2 separate regions of the Sus scrofa genome follow, and region 1 is linked to region 2. A link is a contact called in public Hi-C data. All regions are on one chromosome and are shown on one strand. Each heading gives the region's core, a stretch centred on a gene start, on an enhancer-like site or on the middle of the called end of the contact. The rest is flanking DNA. Distances are from core to core; before and after follow the strand shown.

Evidence for each region. Hi-C and Micro-C count contacts between places; a contact is called where the count stands out from the background.
Region 1: a Hi-C map of retroperitoneal adipose tissue shows a contact between it and region 2, with 1.7 times the contacts expected there. The contact joins the enhancer-like site here to the promoter of DTX1 in region 2. A contact is called at or near these places in 2 of 5 promoter capture datasets (fetal liver and liver), 23 of 47 Hi-C or Micro-C datasets (adipose tissue, alveolar macrophages, blood and 13 more) and 1 of 2 datasets of contacts at active chromatin or transcription factors (alveolar macrophages).

Annotation. Positions count from the first base shown.
Region 1 is chr14:38,606,337-38,611,680 of Sscrofa11.1, forward strand. RASAL1 (rasGAP-activating-like protein 1) reads right to left here. Exons shown (of 22, transcript XM_021072391.1): 14 at 5,104-5,296; 15 at 1,181-1,318; 16 at 347-491. Among named protein-coding and RNA genes, the nearest start is that of RASAL1, 24 kb to the right of the region's middle. Within about 2 kb of position 3,040, at least 5 of the 83 cell types and tissues checked have an H3K27ac peak or open chromatin away from gene starts, as enhancers often do. A contact at or near this core is called in retroperitoneal adipose tissue, where this site is marked.
Region 2 is chr14:38,558,259-38,563,219 of Sscrofa11.1, forward strand. It overlaps DTX1 (E3 ubiquitin-protein ligase DTX1), which reads left to right and starts at 1,447. Exons shown (of 12, transcript XM_021072393.1): 1 at 1,447-1,632; 2 at 2,133-3,123. The coding sequence starts at 2,865.

The DNA.
Region 1 (5,344 bases), core at 1,790-4,289, 50 kb after region 2:
GAATAAAACTTCCATGACAGCAGGAGTTTCTTCTATCTCGTTCACTCCTGTTTCGCCAGCCCCTGGATTAGCATCTATTACATAATAGGCACTTCATAGGTCTTTGTCGATTGCGGGAATGCCATTTCACAATCCCCGCTGACAACTCCACATGGGCTGGAATAATCTGAGTCTGTTCATCTCTGGGATCCAGCACAGTATGTGACAGGAAATGTTAGTTGACTGACTAGCTGACTTACAGGGCAACAGTCTCAGTGCAAGGGATGGGGGAGGGGTGGTAAGAAAGGCAGGTGCTGAAGGTCCAGTGGAGGGACAAGCCAGCCATGGCAGGGCCCCAGGAACTCACCCTCCTTCCCATCCACGTTCACCAGCTGGTCCAGGAAGTCTCTCACACGTGCAATACTCTGCAGCAGGAAGGGATGAAGGGGGGCTATCCAGAGCTCCTTGCCCTGGCCCAGCTGCTGGCCCAGGTTTCCGATGCTCTGCACGGCCTGGAGCAAAGGAGCAGGGGATGTCAGGGCCAGGGTCACTGCAGGGGGGAAGGCCCTCTGCAGACCCCAAATAGAGCCCCGGTGTACTGGCTCCAAAATCAGTGCTCGACGAAAGGCGAGAACTCATAGCCGCACCTGCTTTGGACAATATCTATCCCTCTCTGTGCACAGATCCCCAGTGCTTTTTTTTTTTTGGCCACGCCCACAGCATGCAGAAGTTCCCAGGCCAGGGACTGAACCCAAGCCACAGCAGCAGCCCAAGCCACATTAGTGGCACTGCCAGGTCCTCAACCTGCCGAGCCATCAGGGAACTCCCCCAGTGCTTTTATTCTGTCCTCTCCTGAACCCAGATCATCCCACCCAGGACTGCTTGATCCCATCATGCATACTCAAGCCCATTAGAATCTCAGATATGGCCCCTTTGCAAAGGATTGTCTGATTTATATATACTAAGGTATAAATGACTACCAGCCTGCTTTCCACCTCTCCCTGGAAGAGGAAGGTTTTTGTTCCAAAGAGGAAGTTAGTGAAATGAATGCCTTCACGTTCAGAATGGAAAGCTAATGGTGACATTTCAAAAGATTTCTCTGGGTCTCATTTGGGTTTTCCATGGGTCTGGCCTCCCAGCTCTTCCCCCCATGCTTCTCTCTGGCTAAGGGCACCCAGGAATGGGGGCCCACTGCCGGCACCTTGGCAAGGAGCAGCAGTGAGCGGCTGGTCTGGGGATCTGCGTGCTGGTCCCGGAGGTCAAACAGCTTCGGGGTGAGGATGGCAGGTGCGAAGAATCGCAGGAAGAGAAAGCCACTTATGGCCAGGTACTTCACATCCTGCCGAGAGGAGCAGCAGGTAAGAGGGGTCCTCAAAATCCACTTCCCAGCTGGGGAAAGTGAGGCAGCAAGGACTAGTTTGGTGGCAGAGGGGAAGTAGAATGGGAGACAGATCAGGAGGCCAACCTGGTCTGCCAAGGAGGCTCTTCCTCTCTCGGCCTCAGTTTTCCCACCTGAAAATTGGAGCAATAACACCCATGCTGCTCAGTGAGACCTAGCCAAACATCCTCAGAGTCTGCTTTGGGCCAAGCACTGTGCTAAGGGCACAGCCCTATAAAGAAGGCATCATCATTATTCCCATTTTACAGTTGAGGAAGCAGAAGCTCAAAGATGTCAAGTGACTTGCCCAAAGTCACAAAGCTGAGGAGTAGAGGGAGCAGGATTCAAACCCAGATCTGTGATTTCGGATAATTGATAGCAACAAGCCAAATACTTCTCCATACATTTGCTTAGTTAATACTCACCCCAGGAGGTGCTATATCTCTGTTTTACAGAGGAAGCAACTGAGACCCAGAGAGGGAAGGTCACTTGCCCAAGGTCACACAGCTCTAAGTGGTAGTTGGGATTTGAACCCAGGCAGGATTTGAATTCTGCTCTTCTCCACGCTCTCCTGCACTCCACACTAGCTACTGAATATCAGAAACTAAGCCTCAGCTATCACATTTACTCCTCGAACGTGAGGATATACGATTATCCCCATCTTCTGGATGAAGAAACTGAGGCTCGGTAATGAACCCAGTTCAGCTGGGCCCCAGCCTCAGCCTCTGCCCTCTACAAACTGTAAAGTAGGGTGCCTGTCCCTAGGAGTCCCAGGCCTGGCCCACCTTCAAGTAAGGCTGGTTCCCCCTGGCTCCAGCAGAGGGGACTCAGGGAGAGGGTGTGTCTCTATCTCGGGTGCTGGCTCCCCCCAAATGGCTCCTCACCTACCCCTTACACTCACCAGCTGTATTTAGCCCGAGATGTGCTGCAGTGTTTATTTAGGGGCTGTATTCACACATAAGACAATACCCTCTCTGGGTTCATGCCAACTTCCTGGGGCACTGCTGCCTTGACAGTGAAGCCTGCTGGAACCCAGGTTCCTGGAGCTGCCCAGAGGTGGGGGCAGAGGTTCCACTTATCTGGAACCTGGAACTGCCCCCCAGATTGCCACCCCCTGGCCGCCAAGTTTCAGGGTAATTTTAGCCGTTGACATCAGCTCATTAACTTCCTCCTTTCTTTCTTCTTCTTCTTTTTGTCTTTTTAGGGCCGCACCTGCGGCATGTGGAGGTTCCCAAGCTAGGGGTCAAATCGGAGCTGCAGCTGCCAGGCTACACCACAGCCACAGCAACACTGGATCCAAGCCGCCTCTGTGATCTCTGCCTCGGCTTGCAGCAACACTGGATCCTATAATCCACTGAGCAAGGCCAGGAATCAAACCCACATCCTCATGGATACTAGATGGATTCTTAACCCAATGAGCCACAACGGGAACTCCAACTTCCTCCTTTCTTGAGAAGGAGGAACAGGTGTCAGAGTGGCAGAGAAAGGGGCTCCCTTGGGCTCCCCTGACCCCATCCACCCTCATGGGCCCCAGGAAGTCTCTTCTCCCTGCCTGTGGCCTCTGCCCACTGTGGGGGCCAAGAACCGGGGGACACTTGCATGTCACTGATTTTGGCTCCTCCCACAAGAGCCAGGCTGCCTGGGGAGCTGGCCTCCTCTTCCCTCCCCTCCTCCCTGCCACGTGGCTGTGTCCCACTTAGCACCTCCTTCCACAGCCCAGGCAAGAGCCAGGCAGAGCGGGGCGGCAGTCAGCCATGTCCCAGTTTGGAGGCCTGGCGCTCACTCCTCAGCAAGGGTGAGGGGAGAAGAGACAGATTGCCACTGGGAGTCGGGAGGCCTAGCCTCAAGCCCATAACTCTTGGCCGAGGGGCCTCACCTCTCTGGGCCTTGGCTTTCCCCGTCTATCAACAGGAAGTGGGAAGAGGTGGGGCATAATTAAGACCTCCTAACCCAAGCTCTAGGGGTTGGGCCGTTACATCTCCAACCTTCAGCAGGTTATAGATCTTTCTGCAACGTGAACCCCCAGTCTGCACTTCTATTATGTCACCACTATATGAGAGCTAGCCTCACGTGATGTCTTTGTAAGCAAGGACAAGGATAGCCACGTCAGAAGGCATGCTGAGCATTAAACCAGGAGGTCTCAAACTGGTAACCCATGGACCAGTCCAGCTGCAAACAGACAATGATTGGCTCAAAGTATTGCCTTGTTGTTGTTAGGTGAATTAGTGCCATTTTTTTTTTTTTTTTTTTTTTTTTTTTTGGTCTTTTAGGGCTGCACCCGCAGCATATGAAAGTTCCCAGGCTAAGGGTTGAATCAGAGCTGCAGCTGCCAGCCCTAGCCCCAGCCCCAGCCCCAGCAATGCCAGATCCAAGTCACATCTGCGACCTACACCACAGCTTGCAGCAATGCAGATCCTTAACCCAGTGAGTGAGGCCAGGGATCGAATCCACGTGCTCATAGATACTAGTCTAGTTCATTACCGCTGAGCCATGACGGGAGCTCCAGAATCGAAATTTTAAAAATGAGACATCTCGGAGTTCCCGTCATGGAGCAGTGGAAACGAATCTGACTAGGAACCATGAGGTTGCGGGTTCGATCCCTGGCCTCACTCAGTGGATCAAGGATCCGGCGTTGCCATGAGCTGTGGTGTAGGTCGCAGACACAGCTCAGATCTGGCATGGCTGTGGCTGTGGCAAAGGCCGGCAGCTGTAGCTCCGATTAGCCCCCTAGCCTGGGAACTTCCACATGCCGTGGGTGCGGCCCTAAAAAAGCAAAAATTAAAATTAAAATAAAAATGAGATATCTCACATAAAATCTGACTGCTGGCTCAACAACAACAAAAATCTCTAAAGCTCTGGCAATATTGGGTTCCCATTCCTACATGGCAATAATTGACGGTCTGGAGATGCCCTTTTAAGACAAGCTGTGGAAGCTCCACTTGGCCACAGTCCCTACCACTCCCTACTGCCCCACACCTTGACCACTTTGTTCAATTACCTCACCTGCCTGAACCCTACAGCACCTGGATTTTCAACTTTTGTATCCATGTTGGAAAAGCACATGAGAGATTAATTTTTAGACTCTAAGTGTCTTCCACTGAATGCTATGCATCTCTCTCTCCCTCTCTGTCTCTAAGAGCTGGAATTTAAGAGGTGCTTACTTTGTGCAAGACCTTATTATTTGGTGGTTATGAGAACATATTCAGCAGTCGGCCTGGTTGGGTGCCTACCCCCTCACCACTCACTTCTAGCTCTGCAACTTCAGCTTTCTGGGCCTCAGTTTCCTCCTCTATAAAATGGAATAATATACTGGCACCCACCTCGCAGGGTGGATATGAAGACTAGATGAGGTAATAAATATGTAAAACAAGGTCTGACCCCTAGAAAGGGCTATATATAGTGTTAGTTGCTAATTTTTTTTATGGCTACACCCATGGCATATGGAAGTTCCAGGGCCAGGGATCGAATCTGAGCCAGGGCTGCAACCTACACCACGGCTACAGCAAACTGCATCCTTAACCCACTGTGCTATAGCGGGAACTCCAAGCTGTTGTTATTATTATCACCCTGGGTCCCAGTTCCTGCCAGAATGCTGTCCCCACTTCTGTCAAGACACACACTACTTCAGCGTGGGCAGCCCAGGTTCTGTCCCACCTCCGCCCTGCCTGTCCATATGACTCTGGACAAGCTACTGCCCTGCCCCAACCTCAGTGTCCCCATCTGCCCAATGGGAGCGCCTGGCCCACCTCGTGCTCCGCCTGGGGAAAACGCTCCTCCACACGCTGGTGCAGCTGCTTGAAGGCGAGGCGCATGGCGGGCGGGCAGCGCCCCACGGAGCCCACAATAGCATCCACGATGGGCCCCAGGTAGCCCGTCAGCAGCCCCAGGCTGGCCTCCCGCACGTGCTCCTCGGAAGGTGCACCCTTGAAGGAGATTCTCCTGGGGGCAAGCAGAGGGCTCTGCCTCAGAGCTGGGCACCTGCTTGCT
Region 2 (4,961 bases), core at 197-2,696:
AAGTAATAAACACCAGCCACACCACACAAAGATGAGTAAGACACAGTCTCCGATCTCATGGATGGCTCATTCTAGCAGGGACAAATTCCATTGAAGTGGCTCATTGTGATATAGGGTGTCACATCAAGGTATGTGCAAAGGAACACAGAGGAAGATGGGACAAGTTCAGGGAAGGCTTCCTGGAGGAGGTGACATTTAGTCAGACCTTAAATAGCATTATACAGTCTGGAGTCATGGGTTCTTTCCAACTTGCTGCTAAATTTCCATGTAACTTTGAGCCAGTTTCTTCTCCATCCCGGAATCCTCAGATCCTTGTCTGTAACATAAGGGTGTTACAGCATCAACTCTGAATCTTTGGGGTCACAACCTCCGTGGAGAAGAATCTGCTGAAAGCCAGAGCCCTGCTAAAAAAAAAAGTACAGACATGTAAGTTTGTCTGTAAGGGGAGGGCGGGGCTTCATGGACCCCTGGAAATCCTAGGCTAAATGCCCAGAGCTCAACCATCCTGTTGGAGCAATAGCACTGCAGAGCTGGCCCTGCCCTCCGACAGAGCCGCTCTCTTTAGTCTGCAGCAGGCACAAGCAAACAGAATCACAGCCCAATCTGGAGAGGCCCTTGGGCACTGGGCTGCAGGAGAAAACAGGGGCCTGGAGAAGAGGCAGTCACTCCAGTTAGCTGGGGAATTGAGTTAGGTTCTGGGAAATCTCCCCTGAGCAGTCTGCCCTGACTTTGTCCCGTTCATCACCATCTGCCCTGGAGAGGAAGAGGAGCGTGGGCCGTGCTGGACAGGCTCCAACAGACCGCTGACCCCCATCTGCCGCCCAGGCTGGAGTTCCCGGACACATCCTTCATCCTCCCTAATCTAAACACCCACAGGCTCCGGGTGGTCCATCCCCTTGCCAGATGTTATGCGGTTCTCAGTTGCATCCAGCTTGCCAGGGACAGGAGGGCTGGCCATCCCATTAACACTTGAGCTACTGCCACCACCTGCCTCCCTTTTCATCCAGCCAAACCTCATCTGGCATTTATTGAGCACCTGTTGTTTGCAGCATCCCTGAATGATATGGCGGTGGGCCTACCCTTACCCTCCTCCAAAATCTTTCTTTAAACAATCTCTGGATCTTAGTCATTTGTTCAAGCATTTATTGAGCATCTATTGTGTACAGGCCCTGGACTGGGCAACTGGAATGTAACCCATGACTAAGATTCAAGCTGGCACTCCATGGACACCCCAGTCCATACTTCGCACCATGCTGGGGTCAGGAGGCCTCCTGGGGTCCCAGGTGGGCCTAGCCCAGGATATGGGGCGCCCCGGGGACTCGCGTGTCAGCGTTTAGGGCCGCGGTCTGTCTCCTCCCCTTCCTCCTTCTCCGCCCCCTCCCCCTTCCCTCCCCTGAGCGCGGCCGCGGCCGCCTCCCACCCGCGGGATTCCGGCGTCCGGCAGCAGGCACACGCGTCCGTCGGTCGGCAGGGTAGTAGGTCCGCACGCCGAAAGCCCAGCGCCCTGGTGCGCGGCCTGGGAGAGAAAGGGCGCGGAGGCGGGACCGAGGCTCCCTCCCACTCCGGGGGGAGCCCAGGAGGCGGCCGGGCTGGAGCTTGAGCCGGAGAAGAAGGCAGAGCAGAGGAGAAGCGGTGAGAGCGCGGGGTGCTTGGGGACCCCACCCCCGGCTCCTTTGGGAGGTCCGCGCGCGCTTTGGGGAGGTCTGGGCTGGAGAAGGGGGACTGTTACCCCCAGGGCGGAAGGCATTGACCATCCAGCTCCCGGCTTCGCCTCCTCGGTGACGCGACCCCCGAGGGGCCCTGGGCCGCGCCTGCAGCGCCGCGCATCCTCGCATATCCCCGCGCACCCTGCATCCCTCGGCTGGGCGTGCGGGCCCCGGGGGAGGGGAGCGCTCAGGGAGCTGAGGAGGGGGCGCCGCAGGCGAGGAGGCTCGGAAAATTTCGCCCGCAGCCCCATCCCTCCCTTCAGGCCTGCCCTTAGGGACCGAGACCACGCGACCCCCTTTAGCCCCCCTTGCTCACCCCCCCCATCGGTTCCCCATTGTTCTCAGCCGATTGCTCTCCCGGGAAGGGGGGAGGGGGTGCCGCGCTCTATTCTTAAAGGGCCCTCTCCCCTTCTTGTTTCCTGGCAGGTCGCGAGCACGAGTGGGGTGGGGCGTGCCCACGGGCCCCCGCCCCCCTCGTCCCCTAGCCCAGCTCCGGGAGCCGCTGCCCGGGCCGCCAGGCTGGGGATACGCGCCTCCCCCCTCCCCCGTGCGTTCTTCAGCCACTCAGGCCTTCCAGGACGCTGTGGATCCGGAACAAGGGGGACGGGGACGCCCCCCTTCAACAGAAGCCGTCGGGGGGGGCGGACCCGAGGCAAGGCAAGCAGCCCAACTGGAGCCAGGCTCGGGGTCTGGGACGCAGTTGGGAGCGCAGAGGGCTGGCCGGGCGCTGCAGAGAACAGCAGGCTGGGCCGGGCCTCCTGGGTGACAGGCCCTGCGCGGCCAGGAAGAACGGGAGACCAGCAGGAGAGAGCCCGGACCTAAAGTAGTGGCGTCTGCCTCACTCCCTGATCTGAGCTGGGGACACCAAGGAATTGAGAGCGCCGTTTTCCCCATCAGAAGAAAGACACTTGCTCATCCAGAGAAGCACCTTTATCTGAGACAGCTCTGCCGCCAAGGGGTCCTTGGAGCCTGGAACACCATCCCACACTCCTTTAACTGAGGCCTCTGGGCCTCAGAGAGGGCCAGGAGTTAGAAAGGAGGCCAGACAGTCCTTGCTGTCCTCCCTGGGGAGAGAGGAATTTCCCCACCGGATCCCAGGCCCAAAAGGAGCTGGGCCAGGAATATAGCGGGGTCCTGGCCCCTGAGGCAACAGCGGCCATGTCACAGCCAGGCCAGGGCGTGATGGTGCCGGTGAACGGGCTGGGCTTCCCACCGCAGAATGTGGCCCGGGTGGTGGTGTGGGAGTGGCTGAATGAGCACAGCCGCTGGCGGCCCTACACGGCCACTGTGTGCCACCACATCGAGAACGTGCTTAAGGAGGATGCCCGGGGTTCCGTGGTCCTGGGGCAGGTGGACGCCCAGTTGGTGCCCTACATCATCGACTTGCAGTCCATGCACCAGTTTCGCCAGGACACAGGTGAGTGGACTCGCTACCCTCCCCACCCCACTACCACCATCACTATCACCACACCACCTTTCAGTGGGATGCTGAAATGCCCCCAGCATCCCTGAGGAGAGAGCCCAGATCTGCAGAAAGCCAATCTGCTGGTCTGCCCCCAACCCTCAGAAAAAGGGACAGTCTGGCTTAGTCCAATTTAAGACTTGTGTTCTGATCCAGCCTCTTATATTAGGTATAGGGCTCTTGGCAAGTTATATCACCTCTCTGAGTCTCAGTTTCCTCATCTGCAAAATGGATGGGTTGATGTCTCTCACAGCTGTGTGAAAATTAAATAAAATTGTGCTCACTGAACACAGAGCCTAGAAGAGCATTAGCACTCAAATCATCACAGTGAAAGGGCTCTCCATGCACTTCCCCATTTGATTTTTTCCCATCATTACAGCCAGTCTTACTGTTCATAGTAGTGGTGGTAGTAGTAGTTGTCGACCCATTTTGCAGATGAAGAAATTGAGTCTCAAAGAGGCTGAAAGAGGAGTTCCCTTTGTGGCTCAGCTAGTTACTAACCCGACTGGTATCCATGAGGATGCAGGTTCGATCCCTGGCCTTGCTCAGTAGTTTAAAGATCCGGGATTGCTGTGAGCTGTGGCATAGTTCACAGATGCAGGTCCAATCTGACCTCTTTCATATGCCACACCTGCAGCCCTAAAAAAAAAATCTTAGAGCTGGGATTTAAGCCCAGACAATTGATTTCCAGAGCTGAAACTCTTGACTGGTATCTTATTCTGGTTCTAAGTGATGGTAGTGTTGGGGTGATGCGATGGTGGTTCTAATGATGGGGGGAGGGGGTTGGTGGTGTTGGTGCTGGCGGCGGTGGTAATGATGGAGGAGAAAGCGTTGGTGGCAATGTCAGTGGTAGCACTGATTGTGGAACTGGTGGGAGTGGTGTTGATGGTTGTGTTGGTGGTGTTCTCGGGGGTGTTGGTGATGGGCTGGTAACAATGGAGAGAATGAGGTTGGTGGCAGTCCTGGTGTCGGGTGATAGGTGATGGCGGTGATCAAAATGGTCAGGTCCCACTCTCAGCATTCTTGTTCGCCATCACCGTGGAGTGCTCCCTGAGTCATTGTTGCCTGGTGGTCTATGACAAGCTTGGTGGGCAGTGGGGGAGGACAAGGTCTTGCCTCATGGGATCTGCCAGAGAATCCTTGGCATGTTCACTCCCAAGGACCAGCTGATTGAGGTTTGAGGAAGTTATTGTGACTCTCTAGATGACAGAACTGCATGTAACAACCCTGGGGACAATAGGACACTTTCCTTCTCTCTAGAGCTGTGTTGTCCGATATGGTAGCCGTGGTGCTATTTAAATTTACATTAATTAAAGTTAAATAAAATTAAATATAGTGCCTTGGTCTCACTAGCCACATTTCAAGTGCTTGGTAGGTCCATGCATCTCATGGCTACTGTATGGGACAGCATGGATCCAGAACACTGCCATTGTTGCAGAAAGTTCTAGCTTCCAGCTCTGCTCTAGAACATTGCCTGGTGCCTACAGAGTGGTCACCAAGCATGGAACCACAGGTGCATTCATAACAAGTGGTGCATCAATGTTACTTTTCAGTACATCTGGTTCCAAAACTCCAAGTAATGGCGACAGTCACTAGTGATGCCAATCATTCATTCATGCCATCATGGATTTACAGATCTCCTGCTGCGTGTCAGCTCCTGTGCTAAGCACTAGAATACTGCAAGAAGCAAGACAGCCAGGGTCCTCAGTAGAGGTCTTTTGGTGGAGGACCTATGCTGGAGATTCCAGGGTAGTCAGAGAGCAAGCAAACACCTAATTAATTACACAGATAAT